Regions from separate parts of the Sus scrofa genome. Here regions 1, 2 and 4 are each linked to region 3. The links are chromatin contacts, called in public promoter capture Hi-C maps. All regions are on one chromosome and are shown on one strand. Each heading gives the region's core, a stretch centred on a gene start, on an enhancer-like site or on the middle of the called end of the contact. The rest is flanking DNA. Distances are from core to core; before and after follow the strand shown.

Region 1 (2,700 bases), core at 135-2,634, 230 kb after region 3:
GGGTTGATGTTGCACTTAGTGCTTTAAAGTCAGAGCATTTATTTATTTATTGTTTATGGCCACACGAGCAGCATGCGGAAGTTTTGCATGCGGAAGTTTTGGGGCCAAGAGTTGAATCCTAGCCCCTGGATCCTTTTATCCCTACTGTGTGTGGCTGGGAATCAAACCCCCACCTCCACCCTGACAGGATTCTTAGTCCAAGGGACCATGGCAGGAACTCCGTGAGCGTTTATTTTTTATAAGGATCAACTTCCAAATTGCCAAGCAATTTTTTTTGTCTTTTTGCCATTTCTTGGGCTGCTCCCGTGGCATATGAAGGTTCCCAGGATAGGGGTCTAATCGGAGCTGCAGCCACCAGCCTATGCCAGAGCCACAGTAATGCGGGCCCGGGCCCGGGCCCGCGTCTGTGCCCTACACCACAGCTCATGGCAACGCCGGATCGTTAACCCGCTGAGCAAGGGCAGGGATGGAACCCACAACCTCATGGTTCCTAGTCGGATTCGTTAACCACTGCGCCACGACGGGAACTCCTGCCAAGCACGCTTCTTACCCTAAGCTTTGAGGAAGACTTCCTGCCCCCTTCCAAATGCCCTTCCCCCTTCTATTCCTCAGAAAAGGCCTTCCTCCACCATCCACCATCCATCCCTTTTCTTTCCTCGATTCTACTTAACTTTTCCTTACAGCACTTCTCACTAGCTGGTGGCATGGTCTACTTTTATTTATTGTTTGACTTCTCTATTAAAGAGTAAACTTCGCGAGGACAGGAAAATAGTCCTTGGAATACAGCAGGCGTTCAGTAAGTTTGTCGAATGAATGAATGCCTCACTTTGGGTCTTGGGTGCTGTTATGATCCCATTTTACAAGTCAGGGAATGAGGCACAGAGAAATCGAATAATCGGCTTTCACAGCCAGCGTGAGGGACGCAGGCAGTAAGTCCTCAGTATATAGCTAGTAATCATACTTATTCTAATTACTATCCGCTTACTTTGTGCCAGGCTTTGAGCTTAGGGCTTTACTCCGAGCTGTCTCGTTCAGTTCTAGCAGTAACCCGCGAGGCTGGCCCTGCTGCGACCCCCGCTTTGCAGAGGAGGAAGCCGTCGCCCGAGGTCACCTAAGCGAGGCAGGTGCGGGCAGGAGTTCGACCTGCGCCGCCCGCGGCCTCGATCTGGCCTTCCTGCCTCGGCCCGTGCCTCTTTTCCCCTTCTCCCCACCCCCAGGGCCCGGCGCTCACCCCGGGGCTGGGGTCTGGGTCGTGCGCCCACAGCTCTGCTACCATCTCGGTGTGCAGAAACTCGAACAGTGCCGCGTCCGCCATGTGCCGGCCTCTAGAGCCTAAGGACCGCCCAGCGCCTCGTGCTCTCATTGGCCCAGCTGGGGAAGCCCCGCCTCCTGTGTCTGAGCGCGAGCCCGCCTACTCTCGCTTCCATTGGTATTTCAGACTAGCCCCGCCTTCCTTCCCTGGGCTCTCGTGGTGCGCGCGTGAACCTGGGAGACTAGGGGGAGGGCTTGCTTTTCCTACATTGGCCGCACGTGACAGGCATCTCCGCCCTTCCCTCCGTCTCTTCCCTGTTTCTGGGCCCTCGAGCATTTCCATTGGCCGAGTCACTGGTTACACGCGACATCTTCCCTTTTAGAATCCCTAGTTGTCCACTAGCCTCACACCACAACCCGGAAGCTCCAGCCCAGCCGCTTTCCTATTGGTTGTGCCCCTATTCACGTGGCTCGTCGCACACGCCCTCAAAATTGGTCTTGAGGGGCTAGCTTCCTAGTTGGTAGCCGAGAAGCCCAGGTGATTGGCCGTCAACACCTGCAAAACCTGCCCTCCTATTGGTTGGGGCTGCCGCCTTCCTCCTTTCTCGGTAAAGAGCGCACTTCAGCTGGGTAGCGGATCCCGCAGGCTCGGAGCGTCGGTGACCCGGTACGGTCTTCGGTGATAGCGTTCCCCACCCCGCCCCCACTGGTGCACCCTCCCCAGAGTCCAGCTGGACTGTCCTCCTGTCTGTGACCCAGCCGTTGGTCCCTGCGCGGCTCAGGAGCCCGTATACTTGCGAAGGACGGTGCGGAGGGTGTGGCTTCTGCTAGGAGGCAAAATCCGAAAGAGCTTAGTTTGGGAGTGTGGGAACTCGTGCCTTGAGCGAGCTGGTGGTCCTCAGTTTTTCCTAAGTCAGCTGAAGAGGCTGGGGTCCAGTAGCCACCACCCCGCCGCACATCATCATCATTAGGGACGGTGAGCGCTGTTTGCTGAAAAGGAAACTGAGGCCCTAGCAAGGGAAGCAGTTGGCCCCAAATTGCTAAGAGTGGAGGGGTGAGAATCCAGAACCTGCACCTTTTAACCACCGCGGGGCGCCCGCCTCTCACATCGTCCCTTCGTGCGTCTTCTCCCTAGCTCGGCTCCATGGCGTCCCAGAGTCGTCGGCGGAGGCCGCTGCGGAGGCCTGAGACGATGGTGCCGGGGGAGGCGGCCGAGACCGACTCGGAGCTCTCTGCGTCTCGGAGGAGGAGGAGCTGTACCTGGGCCCCTCGGGCCCGACGCGTGGCCGCCCCACGGGGCTGCGGGTGGCTGGCGAGGCCGCGGAGACCGACTCCGACACGGAGCCGGAGCCGAAGGCCGCGCCGAGGGACCTGCCTCCGCTCGTGGTGCAGCGGGAGACGGCCGGGGAGACCTGGGGTGAGGAGGAGACGCCGGCACCCGCCCCTGCG
Region 2 (2,700 bases), core at 162-2,661, 160 kb after region 3:
TCGGAGCTGTAGCTGCTGGCCTACGCCAGAGCCACAGCCACGCAGGATCCAAGCCGTGTCTGCGACCCACACCACCGCTCATGGCAAGGCCAGATCCTTAACCCACTGAGCGAGGCCAGGGATCACACCCGCAACCTCTTGGATACTAGTCGGATTCGTTAGCCACTGAGCCACGATGGGAACTCCTCAGCAGATTTACTTTAAAAAAGTAATTTCTACCCTCTTTATAGTCACATCAATTTAAACATGTAAGTGAAGGGATTCGCTGGTAACTCAATGGGCTGAGGGTCCCGGTTGTCGCTGCAGCGGCTCGGGTGTGGTATGGGATGGATTCCTGGCCCAGAACTTTAGGCGTGGCCAAAAGGAAAAAATGTAAGGGAAGGTTCCATTAAATATAGAGGAGATTCGCTTTGTCTGTCTTCAGTGGTGAAGCTGAATGGAGCACGTGGAGAACTTAAACTCCCATTTGTCCATTCACAACGCTACCTCTGGCGATTCCTGGGCCAGGGTTTCAAGTTGCCTTGGCAACGAGTCGCTTGCTCCTCCTCTTGTCCCCTTTTTTGGTTTTAGCCCCGCCCACCCACCCCTCCCCGCGGCTGGAAAGGCTGGCAGAGCATGACGAAAGTGCGAGAGCGAATATTAAGCGCCTGGATGAGCACTTGTGTGGGGGTGGCTTGAGTTCGTGCTAGTTTGCTACTGGCTCAGTAATCTACCTGGTCCATCGCCTGGTAGTTTGGGTGGCAGATTCGCCCCTTGCTTTTGGCATTTCTTCTTTGGTCTAGTTTTTAAAAAAATTAAATCAGAGCTGTAATATTTTAGTGTGGCTCATATTTTAGTTTTTAAATTTATTTTTTTCTTATTTTGGCCGCACCCGCACAGGCATGTGGAATTCCCTGGGCCAGGGATCGAGCCAGTGCCACAGCAGTGACCCAAGCCGCTGCAGTGACAACTCGGGATCTTTAACCCGCTAAGCCACAAGGAAACGCTTAGTTTTTAAATTTAAATTGTATTTTATACAACGCTATCCAAATACAGAGTTATTATTGAAACTGTAGTCTGCAAACAGAAGGCTAGAGACTAGCAAGTGGCGACGGGCTTGTCCCCAGGCAGAGGATCTTTCTGTCAGCATCCACAACCTGTACTCATATATTAACACAGTTCCTATCGCCTTTCCTTTCAAGTTCTCCACCCCTTCTCTCCTTATCGGTTGGCCCAGCCCCACCAAGCAGATGGCTTTTCTTTCTATCTACTCCGTTCCCTTCTCGGTTGCCTGAGCTCGTGACGAGAGAGGCCCGCGGGGGGCGGGAGGGGGCGGCTCGGGTTCGCGCTTGCGCGCTGCTCTGGGAGACGGCGTCCACCTCGCCCCGCCCCCCCGCTCTGCAGTTCCGGCTCTGCAGATTCACCGCTCACGCTTCTTTTTCCTGTGGCCCTTTCTGCCTTTTGTTTGCCCTTTAAACAACCCACTAGACAGCTCTACCTGAAAACAGCTTGAAGTGATTTTCTGCTTTTCTGAATACGAGACGGGTTCACAGGCCCTTAACGAAAGTGCGGCTGCGAACGAGCAGGCGCGCACGGGGCTCGGGGGAGGTGCGCCGGAGCTGCCGGCGGCGACGACTACGACGACCAGGAGAGCGGACGGAGGCGGCGCCTGAAGCAGTGGCGGAGCCCATGCCCCGGGACGGCGGGAGGGTCCGGAGAGACAAGTCCGGGGCCCGGGGCATGTCCCCGGGGCCCCCGTGAGGAGGTGGCGGCGATGGAGATCCCGCCGCAAGAGGCGCCGCCCGGGCCGGGCGCGGACGGCGAAACCGAGGAGGCCCCCGCCGAGGCCCGGTCTCCCAGCCCCGCGTCGCCCCCGGCCGACGGGCGCCTCAAGGCTGCGGCCAAACGCGTCACATTCCCCTCCGACGAAGATATCGTGTCCGGAGCTGTGGAACCCAAAGACCCCTGGAGACACGGTAGCTAGGGCTGGGGCGCGGGGGCGGGCTGGTGGGGGACCTGGGTGTCGGTGCAGCGCCCAGCACAGAGGTGGAGCTCAATAAGTTGCACCTAATGACGGTTTAAGGAGAGAGTTGTCAGTTTAGAGCTGGAGGGTGTTAGAGAGGAGGTGGCTCTTGGGTTGGGAAGGTGAGAAGTAGCTGGTTTATACCTGTTCCCCACGTCCCCACTCCAAGGGACGCTGAAGGCGATCGTTTTAGGAATTAAAACTGTGAGCAAGGGAAGAAAGTTTGGTGGCATGGAAAATTAGGAGGGCTTTGAGTTCGTAGTTCCCTCGAAGGAGGATAGAGCAGCTAGAGGAGGGAGAGTGGGTCAACATGGGCGTTGAAGGAGTTTGATGGGCCCATGGGGATGGAAAGAGGTTAAATCGCTGGCCTGCAAGCCTCAGGGCAAGGGGTGGTCTTGTTGCTCCCTTCCTTGGGTGAAAGGAGGAAGAGGAATAAACCTGGCCTATGGTTGTAGAGGAGTTAGTAAATCTGGGGGTTGAGAAGAGGGAATCAAGGTAAATAAGCTTCCTGAGAAGTAAATAAAGGAGCTGAGTTGCTGGTCAATTTGGGGTGGGAGGTGGGTGAGAGATAGTCAGAGGAGGTGTTTTGGATCTTGGCATTAGGAAGAAAAAGTTACTGCCTGCCTCCTCTTCCTCTCCCAAAAAAGGGAAGCAGAACATTGTCAGTCATTCAGGAACTGAGAAACTTTGGAGCCTGG
Region 3 (2,700 bases), core at 21-2,520:
GATCGAACCTACAACCTCATGGTTCCTAGTCGGATTCGTTAACCACTGCGCCACGACGGGAACTCCAGTATTGTTTTAATAGGAGCTCAGGGCACGATGGGTAATAGATCCGAATGAATAAGCCAGGGACAGAGGGATGAATAATGGAGCTGATGTGTAATGGACCCAAAACTAGATGCTCAATTAAGGAAGAGCTAGAAGAATGAAGGGAATGAACGGGCATAAAGGGGCTAAAGGTAGTACAGGCAACCAAACTGAAATGAATGGGACGGAAGGCATGCTGGGTAATGGGACCTGAATGAATGGGCCAAAGATAGAAGCCGCAGCGACTTGGCCAGGGGTGGGAGGAGACCCAGAAGACATCATGGGTAACGAAAGGGGTGGGTCTACGGCAACTGTCCTGTTAAATAGGTAAGGGGCATTGTGGGTAACAAGAAACAGGACAGGGTTCATGTAACGGGTTAGAATTCTCCCGTGGCACTGTGGGAACGGCCAGCACTTCCGGCTTTCGGTCCGCGACTCAGGACTAGGGGGCCGCCCCTTTGCCGCGAAGCCTGGTGGGACGCGAGGCCTGACCTTGCTGCCTAGCAGCCTCTGCCGCGCAACCCACCTTTATCCATGTCCTTTGACCCCGGCACTTTAGCCAATGAACACACCAGATAGATTACGTCAATAGGGTAGGACCTTGTACCTGCCGGAGCCAATCAGGATGCGTCAAGGACCAAGGCCGACCAATAAACATGGCAACTTCGCCGCGGGGCGGAGTCGAAAGTGTGGGGGGGGTGACTTCTGGAAAGGGGCGGAGGCGATACGTCAAAAGGGCGTTGCAAAGCAAGCAGCACAGGCCAATGGCGGGCGAGCACCGGAACCCGCGGCATCGCGAACCAATCGGCGTGGGCTCTCCAAGCCAGTGGGAAGGACGGGGAGGTGTGCTTTGACCTGTCTGCGAGTGGGAACCAACAGAAAAGGACGTTCCAAGGAAGTGGGTGGAACTCTCATCCACGACACCAATAGTAAGGCCAGACCCTGAAGCCGGTGGGCGGACGCAAGGGCCCGTTAAACCAATGGACTGGGGGGGGCGGGGCGACGGTGGCGGCGGCGGCGGCAGCGGGTTCGGTTGCGCGTGGCGCACGGGGTGGGAGCGGAGCCCAGACCGGGAGGAGGCGCTGCCGCGGGTGAGAACCGGGGTTACGAGCAAGGGGGTGTTGGCTGGGGACAGGGCTTGGAGCCCGTGGGCCTTGACCTCTGCCCTCTGACCCTTCCCTTTGCAGGCGACCATGGGGAACGTCTTGGCCGCTAGTTCGCCGCCTGCAGGGCCGCCGCCGCCACCTGCGCCTCCCCTCGTGGGACTGCCTTCGCCTCCGCCCTCTCCTCCCGGCTTCACGCTGCCGCCGCTCGGGGGCGGCCTGGGCGCTGGGGCTGGTACAGGTCGAGGTTCCGAACGGACCCCTGGGACTGCGGCCGCTAACGCTGGAGGGACCGGGGATGATGGGGCCTGTGGCTGCCTGCCCAACCCGGGCACGTTCGAGGAGTGCCACCGGAAGTGCAAGGGTGAGGGGCTAGGGGCCCGGCGGGAGTGTGATGGCCCGGATCTCGGGGGGAGGGGGAGAACACTGAGGACCTTGGGAATTGGCACGGACCACTGGAATCATTGAACACAGCGTTAGGAGCTGATGTTGGAGTCGAATGGTGCAACGTTGAACTCGGGGCTTAGAACGATGGGATCAAATGGTGGAACCTTGGGATGGAATGCCAAGGCAGCAGAGAAAAGCTTTAGGGACCTCAGGAACCCCAGGAATCAGCCAAGCCAGCCTCATGTGATCGTGAGGGAAACTGAGGCCCAAGGTCACCGTGACAGCAAGGGGCAGTGGGGGTAGAAGCCAAGGCTTTTGGATCCCGATGTGGAATAGTTATGATGGAAGAGTGGTGGCCACATCCTGAGCACTGGCACTCAGTACGTGTTAACTCATGAAACCCTTGCAATAGTTCTATGCGGTGAATATCCTCAACTTCCAGTTGATAAAATTGACAGACTGAGATGAGTTGACGTGTCTCCTGTCACACTGGCAGTAAGTGGTGGCCCTGGGATTTGGATGTAGGCAAAGGCCTTGATCCTGAGCACATCAAAACACTAGGCTGTTTTGCCTCTGTATTGGTTGGGGTACTTTGCAATGTGTTGCTTGTGGGTACCTGGGGAATGGAGAGTGAGGATTCTAGGGAAGGAAGGCACCTGAGAAGAGGTGTGTGTGTGTGTGTGTGTGTGTGTGTGTGTGTGTGTGTGTGTGTGTGTGTTCGGAGTGTGACAACCAGCATTCTCTCTTTCTCAGAGCTGTTTCCTATTCAGATGGAAGGTGTCAAGCTCACAGTCAACAAAGGTTTGAGTAATCATTTCCAGGTGAGCCTTCCTGGGCCCCTCTTCCTCCAGGGGTCATCCCCCCCATCCCCCTGCATCTGCCCACACAGCCCTTTTATTGCAGCCTAAAGGTGTGGGCTCCTTGTTGCCAGACTAACCACTCCGTGGCGACCAGTGTAGAGTCTGGGGACCAAGAGTCCAGAAATAATGCACCTCACCCCCAACCAGCATCCAGGCAGGAATAAAGTGCCAGGCGTGTGCCCCAGCCCTGGCACATCCCTCCTCTAAGCTTCCAATCTAGTCAGGGCACACCTCCCAGTCTTCATCTTCAGCCCAGCCCAGCCTGA
Region 4 (2,700 bases), core at 111-2,610, 250 kb after region 3:
TGTCACCAAATCTGTTAAATAACAGAAATTCAACTGAGTAAATTTAAAGATCAAATTGGCTTTTAGGCAATGCTTCATAAATTGGATAACAGAAAGGAGCTCCACTGAGCTGTGGAAAAGGAAGGTTTTCTAAAGACAAATGAAGAATGTGTTGTTTCAGTCAAGGCCACCTTCCTAAGGGAAATGGAAGGGCTTATTGGGAGGATTATCTCACTGTACTGAGGAGGTGATTCTAGGTTGAATGGCTAAAGGTTAAATTCCAGAAGGTTAAAACTGCAGTTAGGTTATTTATTAAATTTTGTTTTTCTGACCAGGCTGTTAGCACGAGTGACTGCACTGGGGACCTGTTATCTGCCTTTTATCAGGGATGATGAAATATTTCTGAAAATGGATAGTGGTGAAAATTTGCACAATATTTGGAATTATTGATGAATTACACATCCACTTAAAGGTTAAAATGGTAAAATCTGGGGTTCTTTGGTGACCTAGCAGTTAAGGATTTGGCATTGTCCACGCTGTAGCTTGGGTTTCATCCCTGGCCCAACAACTTCCACGTGACACAGGCATGGCTTTAAAAAAATAAATAAAGGTAAAATTTATGTTGCATATATTCTACCACATGAATTTATTATTAAGTAACAATTGTATCGTATAATAATAACTCTAATTCATTATCACCTAATTATAATTTATTATTAAATAATAATTACAATACGTTATTGTTAAACAACCAAAAGTAAAGCAGGGGGGAGAAAGAAGAATGTGCAAAGGGGGAAGGGAGTTCCCGTCGTGGCGCAGCGGCACCGAATCCGACGAGGAACCTGAGGTGGCGGGTTCGATCCCTGGCCTCGCTCCATGGGTTAAGGATCTGGCGTTGCCACGAGCTGTGGTGTAGGTCGCAGATATGGCTGGGATCCAGGGTTGCTGTGGCTGTGGTGGAGGCCGGCAGCTACAGCTCTGATGCAGCCTGGGCACCTCCATATGCCGCAGGCGCGGCCCTAAAAAGCAACAAAAAAAGGAATTAAAACCACTGTAATCCCGCAAGCAGGTATCTGTAAGTCAAGTTTTTCTGACACACTGTATTGACAAAAGCCCTTCGCGATTGATTGCTATTATTAGCTCTGGCCCGCACCAACCATAGATGGACTCCAGTGACCCAAACAAAGGGCATCTGTGAGCAGCCTTTGCTCAGCTCTGTGGGCTGAGCGGAGGCTGTTTGCCGACCCGCTCCGCAGGCATTCGGGACTCACCGTAGGCCCAAGGAGGGCCGGGCGAGAGCGTCAGGGGCGGTGCTTGGGCGGATAGGTGTGGCCATCGGGTAGACTATATTCCAGTGGGGCGTGGCTCGAGGGAGGGGCGCGGCGGAACACTCGCCTGGCGGAGTGGGAGGGGCTCACGCGGAGCCGCAGGCCAGGCTTGAAATAGAGGCTCACCAAGGCTGCGGCCCCAGCCGTCGCTTGGGTGACTTGCTGGCTAGAGTTGGGATGGAGTCGGAGTGGGATGCGCTGAGAGTGCTGGGAGCAGTTACCGCCCTGTGCCTGCTGCTGTGGGTGATCTGGGGGGTGGGCAGCACGGTGTATATTTACCTGCTGCCCCAGGTGCGCCGGGGCAACGCCTGGCTCCGATCGCACGGAGCCTGGGCAGGTGAGGAAGGAGGGCTCCCTGGCAGGCAGGTAGGGGTGGGGGCAGCAGGAACGAGCACGGGTGGCAGGTGAGGGCCCATAATCAGGGCCGAGGCCAGGGACTCCTGGAATGAAGATAGGCGAAGGCTGCAGCGACCAGGGTAAGGGAGGCGCTGGGATGCATGACGTCCTGAAACCTGTGCTGGTGATGGGCGCAGGAGTCAGCGACTGGGGTCCATGAAGGACGCGGACAAGAACCAGGAGGAGCTGGGTCTCCGTGAGGAGGGTTCCAAGAAAAGGCATGAAAAGGGACAAGAGGGAGAGGGGAGGGGATGACAGGGGGTAGGATCTGGTCAAGCTCCCCTCCTGCCCCCTGCCCCTTCTCTCCTTTCTAGTGGTGACAGGAGCCACTAGTGGCATCGGCAAGGCCTATGCACATGAGGTGAGCCGAGTGGGCGGTGGGGCTGGGAGCCTAGCGGGTGGTGGGAGCCTAGCGGGTGGTGGGGCTTGGAGCCTCTCCTATCTGCTTGGCTGTTGTCAGCGCACCCTACCAGACTGAGAATTGTGCTTCCTCTTGTTTCCTCATCCTCTCCGCGGGGAGGCTTTCCCTCTGCACCCCAGGCTGGTGACAGTGTTTACCCTGGGCTTCTAGGGACCATTGATCTCTCCCATCATTGCCCTGATCTAGTCACTCAAAACATATTTATATGCCACTTTCCTGTGCTAGGCATCTTCTAGGTGCTTGGAGTACAGCCGTGAACAAAAAAGACAGGAAAGACCTTGCCCTCACGGAACTTCGGATATAGTGAGAGAAGACAGGTGTGAATAGAGTAAACGAGCAGAATGGGTAGTGTGACAAATGGTGAAACGAGTTAAGAAGTACCTGCTGGTCACCTAGCAGTTAAGGATCCAGCATCGTCTCTGCTGTGGCTCAGGTCACTGCTGTGGCCCAGGTTCGAATCCCTGGCCTGGGAACTTAAGTTTTCCAGAAGCCTGGCGAAAAAGAAAAAAGAGTTAAGGAGAAACGTCAGTCAGGAGAGGAGAACAGGGAACCCGGGGGTGGGCGGGTGCCAGTATT

What was found. Promoter capture Hi-C pulls out the DNA fragments that hold promoters and counts their contacts.
Region 1: a promoter capture Hi-C map of fetal liver shows a contact between it and region 3, with 2.7 times the contacts expected there. The contact joins the promoter of TRAPPC6A here to the promoter of TOMM40 in region 3. A contact is called at or near these places in 3 of 5 promoter capture datasets (fetal liver, fetal skeletal muscle and liver), 4 of 47 Hi-C or Micro-C datasets (alveolar macrophages, embryonic fibroblasts, retroperitoneal adipose tissue and 1 more) and 2 of 2 datasets of contacts at active chromatin or transcription factors (alveolar macrophages and skeletal muscle).
Region 2: a contact with region 3 is called in a promoter capture Hi-C map of liver, with 4 times the contacts expected there. The contact joins the promoter of PPP1R37 here to the promoter of TOMM40 in region 3. A contact is called at or near these places in 4 of 5 promoter capture datasets (fetal liver, fetal skeletal muscle and liver) and 2 of 2 datasets of contacts at active chromatin or transcription factors (alveolar macrophages and skeletal muscle).
Region 4: a promoter capture Hi-C map of liver shows a contact between it and region 3, with 2.4 times the contacts expected there. The contact joins the promoter of LOC110261008 here to the promoter of TOMM40 in region 3. A contact is called at or near these places in 3 of 5 promoter capture datasets (fetal liver and liver), 3 of 47 Hi-C or Micro-C datasets (alveolar macrophages, retroperitoneal adipose tissue and subcutaneous adipose tissue) and 1 of 2 datasets of contacts at active chromatin or transcription factors (skeletal muscle).

What each region holds. Positions count from the first base shown.
Region 1 is chr6:51,588,112-51,590,811 of Sscrofa11.1, forward strand. It overlaps TRAPPC6A (trafficking protein particle complex subunit 6A), which reads right to left and starts at 1,385. Exons shown (of 6, transcript XM_021094535.1): 1 at 1,232-1,385. The coding sequence starts at 1,363. It overlaps BLOC1S3 (biogenesis of lysosomal organelles complex-1, subunit 3), which reads left to right and starts at 2,386. Exons shown (of 2, transcript NM_001098586.1): 1 at 2,386-2,489; 2 at 2,492-2,700. The coding sequence starts at 2,396.
Region 2 is chr6:51,521,547-51,524,246 of Sscrofa11.1, forward strand. It overlaps PPP1R37 (protein phosphatase 1 regulatory subunit 37), which reads left to right and starts at 1,412. Exons shown (of 14, transcript XM_021094533.1): 1 at 1,412-1,955. The coding sequence starts at 1,754.
Region 3 is chr6:51,358,886-51,361,585 of Sscrofa11.1, forward strand. It overlaps TOMM40 (translocase of outer mitochondrial membrane 40), which reads left to right and starts at 1,271. Exons shown (of 9, transcript NM_001315748.1): 1 at 1,271-1,551; 2 at 2,328-2,395. The coding sequence starts at 1,278.
Region 4 is chr6:51,605,695-51,608,394 of Sscrofa11.1, forward strand. LOC110261008 (very-long-chain 3-oxoacyl-CoA reductase-B-like) reads left to right here and starts at 1,361. Exons shown (of 11, transcript XM_021094536.1): 1 at 1,361-1,644; 2 at 2,018-2,064. The coding sequence starts at 1,485. It overlaps LOC110261007 (a long non-coding RNA gene), which reads right to left and starts at 514. Exons shown (of 2, transcript XR_002344690.1): 1 at 1-514.